3 separate regions of the Zea mays genome follow, and all the other regions are linked to region 3. Evidence: chromatin contacts called from public Hi-C data. All regions are on one chromosome and are shown on one strand. Each heading gives the region's core, a stretch centred on a gene start, on an enhancer-like site or on the middle of the called end of the contact. The rest is flanking DNA. Distances are from core to core; before and after follow the strand shown.

Region 1 (2,819 bases), core at 236-2,735, 280 kb after region 3:
TTACCCAATGGATATCTAACATGTGGGCCATTCGGATTTATATATTATCATAAATTCTTATTTTTAAATTTTTATCCATAACATGTTGTTTGGTGCTGAAATTATCATTTAATGCTATTGGAATGATAATTATTTTTAAATGTAATAAATTTGTTGTTTGGTGTTTAATGCTAAAATTGTAGTGGGCGGGCGGGTAACGGGTATCCACTGGATAGCGGATACCCAGCGGGTACGGGTATGGATACATATCCGTACCCACGAACGTTTATGGGTACGGGTATGGGTTAAGTTTTATCTCGTGGGTATGGATTTGTAAACTATATATTCGTGTACTACCCGTCCGATTGCCATCCCTACCTGAAACTGACAAGTCACTGATGTGTTCTTCCTATCAATCTTACATCTAGCATAATAAGCATCAAAATACCCAACAAGATTAAAGGTAGATCCCACATGGTGCCAAAGCTCAAAGTTCTAAGGGTGATAATATATCATGATCCAAATATTTCTTCACGATTGGTTTGATCTCATAATTAATTTTAGTTAAAAAATGATATATAGGGCCTAATCCAAATATGATCTGATCCTTAAATTCTATAATGCAAAATTTAGACCCTATTACCACCTCTAACCATATCGTGGCATTTGTTTGAATTAAGCTGGATGACAAATTGCTCAAGATTTAGTTCAGTTTTTGATTAGTTGGACCATTGACTAGTCTAAGTTCTAAAAATAATAGGTTTAATTTTAATCACAATCTTATCAACAATTTAGTGATTAAAACTTTTTCAGGAGATACTCTAGTCTAGGATAAAACAAAAAAAAAGTCGCAAAACGGCGGAGGGAAACAGAAAAATATATATCAGGTGCAACGGAAAGAGAGTGCGGAAGGAAACAAGAAAAAAAATAGACGCGGTCACAAACGAGGGGGTAACGGACAAGGGGATGGATTAGATGCTACATGACGGTTGTGTCAAATCCGTCTTTTAAGATACTAGTTTTAAAGCATTAAAAGGCTATATATGATATTTGGTGCAGATGCTTCGAGGTGCTTTGTTTTTTTTAAACCTTTTGCTTCATGGCATATTTAAATAGAAGGGCTAATTATCACCTAGCCAAAAATTAGTTCAAATCAGCTCTGATATATCCGAGAGAGATAAGGAGACTAATGGGCAGACTGATTTTTTGACAAATTTTTAATCAATTGTTAGCCAACTACAGTATCTAGCTAACTATAGCTAATTAAGATTAACTTTTTTTATCTGCGATTGATAACTAGACATGTCTATGTAACAGGCCGTCAGTGTTGATTGATTGTCACATTGCTCAGCCGTATGAGCTTGGCAACAAATTAGAGGAGAATCAATGTGATTAAAAGCAAAGGCACCGCGTAACAGTATTATTTGTACCATATTATATCCAATTAACTTTTTTTTTACCATCCCACCCATCCCCAGTTCCCCACTGTTTTATAGGCAGCTGGTGCTCCTCCGAAAGCGAAGTCCAGCGCCCCCCGCTCCCCCGTTCGCGCAAAGACGCCAAACCCACCCACCGAAATCTCTCCCCGAACTTACCCCTCGCCGGCGCCGGCGATGTGCCCGACGAAGCCCGGTCGCCCTGCCCAGGCGGCCGCCGGCTCCGGCGAGAAGAGCTGGCGGGAGCAGGCCGTGGCCGCCAGCTCGCTGCGGCCGGTCGACCTGGACCGGGGCACCAACGGCTGGGCCTCGCCGCCGGGGGACCTCTTCCACCTGCGCGCGCGCGGCTACTTCTCCTGCGGCGGCGGGAAGCGCGGCAAGGCGCCGTCCGCCGCGGAGTGGCTGCTCCGCCCCGCCGGCGTCGACTGGCTCCGCTCTCACGCGCGCCTCGACCACGTGCTCGCCCGCCATGACAACCGCGTCGCCGCCGCATTCCGCCGCGCGCGCCTCAGGAACGACCCCACCGCGCACTTCCTCCTCGCCGTCAATCTCCAGGTGCACCGCCACCGCCCGGCCCCGATCGCGTCGCGTCGCATCTAGATTCCACCAGGGACAGGGTGGCGCCGCTGGCGCGTGATGCCTGTGAGCAGCGAGAGAGAGGGAAAAAAACAGGATTCGTTTTTTTTTTCCCTTTCGTGTGTGACGAGTGATGCGTCCCGTGCTTCTGATTCCGCAGGTGCCGGGCCGGCCGGACGCGTACAGCGCGGTGTTCTACTTCGCGGCGGAGGCACCCATCGCGCCGGACTCGCTGCTCGGGCGCTTCGTCCAGGGCGACGACGCGTACCGCAACGCGCGCTTCAAGATCGCCAACCGCATCGTCAACGGCCCCTGGCTCTTGCGCGCCACCGTCGGCAACTACGCGGCCTGCCTGCTCGGGCGCGCGCTCACGTGCCGCTACCACAGGGGCGTCGACTACCTGGAGATCGACGTGGACATCGGCAGCTCGGCGATCGCCAGCGCCATCCTGCACCTCGCGCTCGGCGCCGTCACGTCGGTCACCATCGACATGGGGTTCCTCGTCGAGTCCCAGTCCGAGGAGGAGCTGCCCGAGAGGCTGTTCGGCGCCGTGCGCATCGCGCGGATGGAGATGGGCGCGGCCAGGTACGTGGAGCTGCCTCCTAATGAGGCCATGCCTGAGACGGTCTGCAGCGGCAGGGCCGGGGCCGGTTTCAGGGTAAGCTCCGGGAAGGTGGTCAACCATAGCCGCCAACAAGACCGTGCCGGCGGTAAGGTGGGCAGGTCGATGAGTTGCCCGGAGCGAGAGCGCGGAGGTGAGCGCTGAATTCTCCATGACATCATCTCCGGATTATTGTTGTTATTAAACGCAGTAATGCAGTTATTAAT
Region 2 (2,700 bases), core at 177-2,676, 360 kb after region 3:
ACATGCCATTTCCCTCCCGGCCTCCGTGAGGACAAGAACCAGCCGAGGCCCTAGCCTGCCAGCCAGAGCCACAGAAGGGCTCCAAGAACCGTTTGCCATTAACCAAAACGGACTGAAGGTTGGGTTGGCCAGGACCACTGCCTAGAGTTGGCAAGGAGGCTCTGGTCCAAGAACAAGTCCATGGAGAACGGCTCCTGGGTCCTGCTCATTTGCATTTGCACCTAGGATCGGAGCAGTGGCTAGCTCAACTTTCTCTCCCGTGGATCGTGTCTCCTGCTGCCGCTTCACATTGGGGCTACCATGCCTTGCCTTGCCCAGCAACCCGAGACCGAGAGGGATGTGTGTGTGCAGACTGCAGAGTGGCCTTCAATTCAATTCAAGCATCAGTAGGACGCATGCTATACTGTTCAGGACCAAGGCCAGGCAGCAGCTGGCAAATAAAAAGGGTACAAGAGCATTAACACATGCCCACATTCCAAGTGAGCAGTTTCAGGTGATGGGCTGCTGCAGCATACTATATGTACAATACAGTACGTTTCTCAGCAAGGAGAGGCAGAATATACACTGGGGCCGGGGTGCTGGCAGATAAAAAGCTCGAAAAAGGAAGAGGAAAACAATTTTCACTACTACAGAAGAAGCTCAAAAAAAAAGATAACATGGATCTTAGGCTAGCAAGCTCGTCGGGTTGCACTTGCGCGCGATCATCTATCTGTTGTGCAGAGGGTTAGCACCCGTCGGTATCCGCCGCTTGTCGTCGTCGGCGGCGCATGCGCCAGCAGCAGCGCCGGCGCCGCCCGCTGCTTTCCGCCCGCCGCTCTTACTACACCAACGAGCGGCACCACCTGCGGCGGAGGCGTCGAAGCGGACTGACGCGCCGACGACGCCCACAGCGTGGTGCACGGTCGTCGTCGTTGCCCTTGCACCCGTCGACGGCGGCAGCCCGCTCCCGCTGTGACTGCGAGGGCGCGCGTGGACGTGGGCGTGGCCCTCACCGTCACCGTGCGCGCGCTCCTGCGGCTGCGGCAACGACGGCGCCCTCCCCTCGGTAACGACGGCGAGCTGCAGTAGCAGCAGCAGCAGCGCGATGGCGATGGCGAGGCACGACAGCGCGGCGGCGGCGCGTGCCCGCCGCCACCGCCTCATGGGGCTCTCGCCCGCCCGCCGCGTGATACGTGGAGCTAGCTAGCTGGCTCGATCTCGCCGCGTCACGGCCTCGGCCTCGCACGGGGTTGGTTCGGTGCGCGAGGAGACGGGAACGAGGGACGGAGGGAGGCACTACAGTGCCCCGGCACTGGGCGCAGCCGCGCAGGGCACTGCCCGTTCAGGTGAGGTGGTGAAACAAATGGGAGTAGCCGCCGACGCCGAGCCTGGCAGTCTGCTCTGGGTTTTTAACAGCGCTGCGCGTGGTTCGCTTCAGTCTCCCCAGTGAGTGGTGACCACTGACCACTAGGCAGCTAGCCAACTAGCTAGTAATTGCAGCGAGCCCGGCCAATCGCGCGCTTCTAGTGTACGCACGTCGTAAACACTCCTCAGTCCTCACACTGATGGGCGCACGAGAGAACTGGCATCAACGTAACAGAACTTGCAGCCTCTAGCTACATACTGACTATACTTTCACTTTGACCATAGATATTACAAGATTTTATGGAAACTAACTAAGGACCTGTTGTTTGAGATTATATTCTACTAACTAACTAAGGGCCCGTTTGTTTGAGATTATAATCTACTAGATTACATAATATCAATTTTAGTTCAAAATAAGTGAGATTATATAATCCAAACAAACAGGCCCTAAGCCCCTAAGCAACAGTACGTAAGTAGTAGAACTCTGGAACCCAAAGGGCGCAGGGCACAAGAGCCTTGAATCCCCCTATCCCATCCCTCGTGTCCATGCATGCCGCACCCACCCAACCCCGGCCGGCCCCTATTGATGAGCCTTAACCCCCCAGTCGCCCTCACTCCGAGAGAAAGGAACCAAGACCCGGCCCGGCCGGCGCACCCGGAGAGGACGACGGAGGACGGGAGGTGTGTGCGTTGGCGTGTGTTAAATGTGGCGAGCGCGCTGGCTCCAGAGCTGGAGTTCCAGTTGCAGCACGCGGCGGGCAATGCGATCGAGCGCCTCGCTCGCTCTGCAGCCTTCATGGCTCATGCCATTGGCATGCAATATATGTGGCTGGCGTGGCGTGGTGTGGGAGCGAGCGGGATCCAGATCCATCGTCGACCTCGACGAGACGGCAGAAGGCTGCGTGCCCGCCCCGTTTGACCGCTAGTAGCTGCCGTTTGCACGCTCACCGCCGGGCCGGCGCGTGGGAACGCCTGACGCCTCCCTGCCTTGGCATCATCGATCTAGCAGTAGCACTAGATACAGCGCAATCGAGAGCTCCTCCGCGCAATTCATGGGGATGTGATGTGCCCATGCCGAATGATGATATATGTGCGGGCAAGACATGCATTCTTCTCGGGCATGCATGCAGCTGGGGCGGCTAGCTAGCTAGCTCCATGGATGGATCGATCAGCTCTACGAGTCCATGCATTCATATGCTACGCACACAACGGCAGGCTGGTGGTGGCGGCGGCGGCAGCCTCCTGTGGCTCTGCTGGGTCGTCCTCGATCAGTCGATCTCTATCGCTATAGGTATATAGGGTTAGCCATGGTACGTCCTTCAGTCCATCCTACACGAGACGAGAGCATGCATGGGC
Region 3 (2,719 bases), core at 148-2,647:
TGTAGGTCTGTGTTCTTATCTTCCCTTCTTGCTTCTCAAACTCCTTGCTTCTCAATTTGTTGACCGGTACAACTCCGGTCTTGTTAGATCCCATGGCAGCGACCAGCGAGTTCAAATGCTTCTGTTTCTGTATCTACTGAGGCCAGTGGCAGCGAAGGTAGTTTTGTACGTCGCTAATAATCCTGCTATTTATTTTTATTTATAATATATATTTACGTATCGTCGTATCAGTGTTTTTTGAGAAATGGTGTATCGGGGTATCGACGTATCACATATCCGTATCCCCGTGTCAGGGTAACATAGCTGGCAGAAGCTGAAACATGTGAACATGTAGATCAGTACATTTAGTGAACAATGTACTGAAGAAATAGTATGCGATGATAAATTATGGGTCGATCTTAAAAATACAAATCCTAACCAGCCAGTGTTACATTGCAGTACTAAACCTGGAATTCATGGGTAATGGATATACTTTTGTTTAGTTGAGCTCTTTCCGGTAGTAATAGATACTACTATCAATCCAATTATAACTACCATTACCACCGGTAAGAGATCCTATTACCATTCTCTTAATAACGTCTTAATAGTCGAAAGACAAAGCAATGGAAGCATAAGGCTCGAGTGCAAAAACCCGACCCTCTCACTCTCTCGGTCCCATCCACTCATCCAGTGATGGGAATGGATCACTAGCACGCCTGCTAATGGTGTGTTTGGTTTGTGGGCTAATGGTGTGTTTGGTTTGTGAAGTCATCCAATGCCTCATGAGGTGATGCATCATAAGTTAATTTCATCAATTTTGGTGAAATCAACCCACTTCTCATATATACTAATTATTAGCTTATGAGAAATAGGGTGGTGATGGATCGACTCATTCTATGTGAGGAGTGAGAAGAAGATAGATCACTTTATTCATCAAACCAAACACACCCTATGGTTCCAACAATCACTAACAGGTCATCTCCTAAGTCATGGCACTTGGCAGACGGACAATCTTCGGTGGAAATGGATTTTCGCAGCTCAAGTCGAGACGGGGGAATCGAGCCTACCGACAGCCTGCCACCCGCGGAAGAAGACGCTGTCGATCTCGAGCTGGAGAAAATCCGGGTCGGTGTACCACCCGCTCGGCGGCGTGACCGCGGAGTCCAGCGGGACCGCCGGGTCGAACTCCGCCACGAGCCTCCGCACGTGCTCGGCCGCAGGCTCGGCCGCGGCGGCACCGGCGCAGGGCGCCCGTGCGCCGGCGCGTAGAGGCATGGGGCGGGTGGCTCTGGCGGAGTATACCCCGGCGAGCGATCGGCCAGTCGCCATCATCGCCGTCGCCGGCCGGCACACGAGTGCGACAGGGGTCTGGTGGTGGTGGGTGTAAGGACTAAGGAGTGCGGTCCTTCCTGGAGGTCGTTAACGGGCGGATGGCGTTTGTTTCGCGGAAAAAACGATTAGACCCGTTCCTCCACTTCCCCTGGTTGGGCCGGCCCAGAAAGGGCCCAGTAATAATGTACCATTACTTCAGTGGCTGCACAGTCTCCTAAAAAACTTCTTTTTAGAAATTTATTTTATTTGCGAGTTGCTAAGATTTGTATTCACTTCTAATCACAAATATAAGCCCATATATTTATTCTATATACTACTTATTGAGGCTATAAGGGTAGCCTGCCTCTGGCTGTTCTGCCACTCGCCTCCCTCCCGCGCGGTGGCTGTTCTGCCACTCGCCTCCCTCCCGCGCGGCAAAAAAATGTGGTGTACAAGGTTCGAACTGTGACTGATTCTATAGGGGAGCCCACGCTTAACCAAGCCAACTACTGTTGTTTTGTGTTATGTTGTGGTTGTTCAATTTATTTCTACAGACAAACATTGTTTCTCTCCCAAGTCTCCTTTTACTACCCGAGACGGCCAAGCTGGTATCCCTTTAACGCGCCCTTTCGCCTCCTCGCTTGCTGCTTTTGTTTGTGATTAATTTTCCCAGGACTCTGAAACACTTCGTTTCTAGATCGCTGGTTACACTGCCCAGTGCGTCGTCCACATGGTCTGCATCGACTGTTTGCAGGGCCATTTATGGCCTATTGGCCTAAACTGAATAGGTTTCCGTTGTTTGCTGTTTAGGTGAACACTGGTCGTAGCTAGAGGGCGAGGCGCTCGATTGAATCTGAGCAACGAGGATGCCAAGATGTCGACTTGCGGTATGTGGTTTTGTTGTGTGTTAGCAGAAGTTATGTGTTTTTGTGGCTGTACGGGGCATATTTTTGGGGGTTTGGCAGTTGTGTGAGTGCAAAACCTGAAAGGGAGTAGGTGGGTTTCTTATGATTAACAAATTATTGTGATTTATGAATGGATGGTGTTGTATGATGAACTCTAGACTCTGGAGATGTCTCACTTGTTCTTACTAATTTAAGTTTGTGATTTGCAATGTTTTGTGGTTGTGTGTCTCGTTAGTTTGGTACTATGTCATCTGAGATGTAATGCCAAGCTTTTTTTAGTTTTTATCCCTTGCCAGTCAGGTTGTTGTGTGCCATTGGCATTAAGTATAGAATAGCTCAAGGACAAATACTTGTATTAAAATGCTAGGACCTTTTAGTTGCAGGATTCATGTGGGGTTTCGTGATGAAGTGATGCTTATGTTGTTATTTCTTTTGCTAATACAGTTGAGATCCACTGCGATTGGGTTGAAGACAAAGGATGGTGTTGTTCTCGCCATTGAGAAATGTGTGACCTCACCACTGTT

The links. A called contact is a pair of places that touch in the nucleus more often than the background predicts.
Region 1: a contact with region 3 is called in a Hi-C map of leaf, with 5 times the contacts expected there. The contact joins the promoter of LOC103629597 here to the promoter of LOC778432 in region 3. A contact is called at or near these places in 9 of 25 Hi-C or Micro-C datasets (bundle sheath, ear, endosperm and 4 more) and 1 of 3 datasets of contacts at active chromatin or transcription factors (seedling).
Region 2: a Hi-C map of ear shows a contact between it and region 3, with 2.1 times the contacts expected there. The contact joins the promoter of LOC103629600 here to the promoter of LOC778432 in region 3. A contact is called at or near these places in 2 of 25 Hi-C or Micro-C datasets (ear and tassel).

Annotation. Positions count from the first base shown.
Region 1 is chr6:97,402,045-97,404,863 of Zm-B73-REFERENCE-NAM-5.0, forward strand. LOC103629597 (protein ENHANCED DISEASE RESISTANCE 2) reads left to right here and starts at 1,486. Exons shown (of 3, transcript XM_008650668.3): 1 at 1,486-1,970; 2 at 2,152-2,746. The coding sequence starts at 1,593.
Region 2 is chr6:97,490,908-97,493,607 of Zm-B73-REFERENCE-NAM-5.0, forward strand. It overlaps LOC103629600, which reads right to left and starts at 1,427. Exons shown (of 1, transcript XM_008650681.2): 1 at 371-1,427. The coding sequence starts at 1,143. The coding sequence ends at 706.
Region 3 is chr6:97,126,164-97,128,882 of Zm-B73-REFERENCE-NAM-5.0, forward strand. LOC778432 (CMO protein) reads right to left here and starts at 1,398. Exons shown (of 10, transcript NM_001112456.2): 1 at 1,047-1,398. The coding sequence starts at 1,311.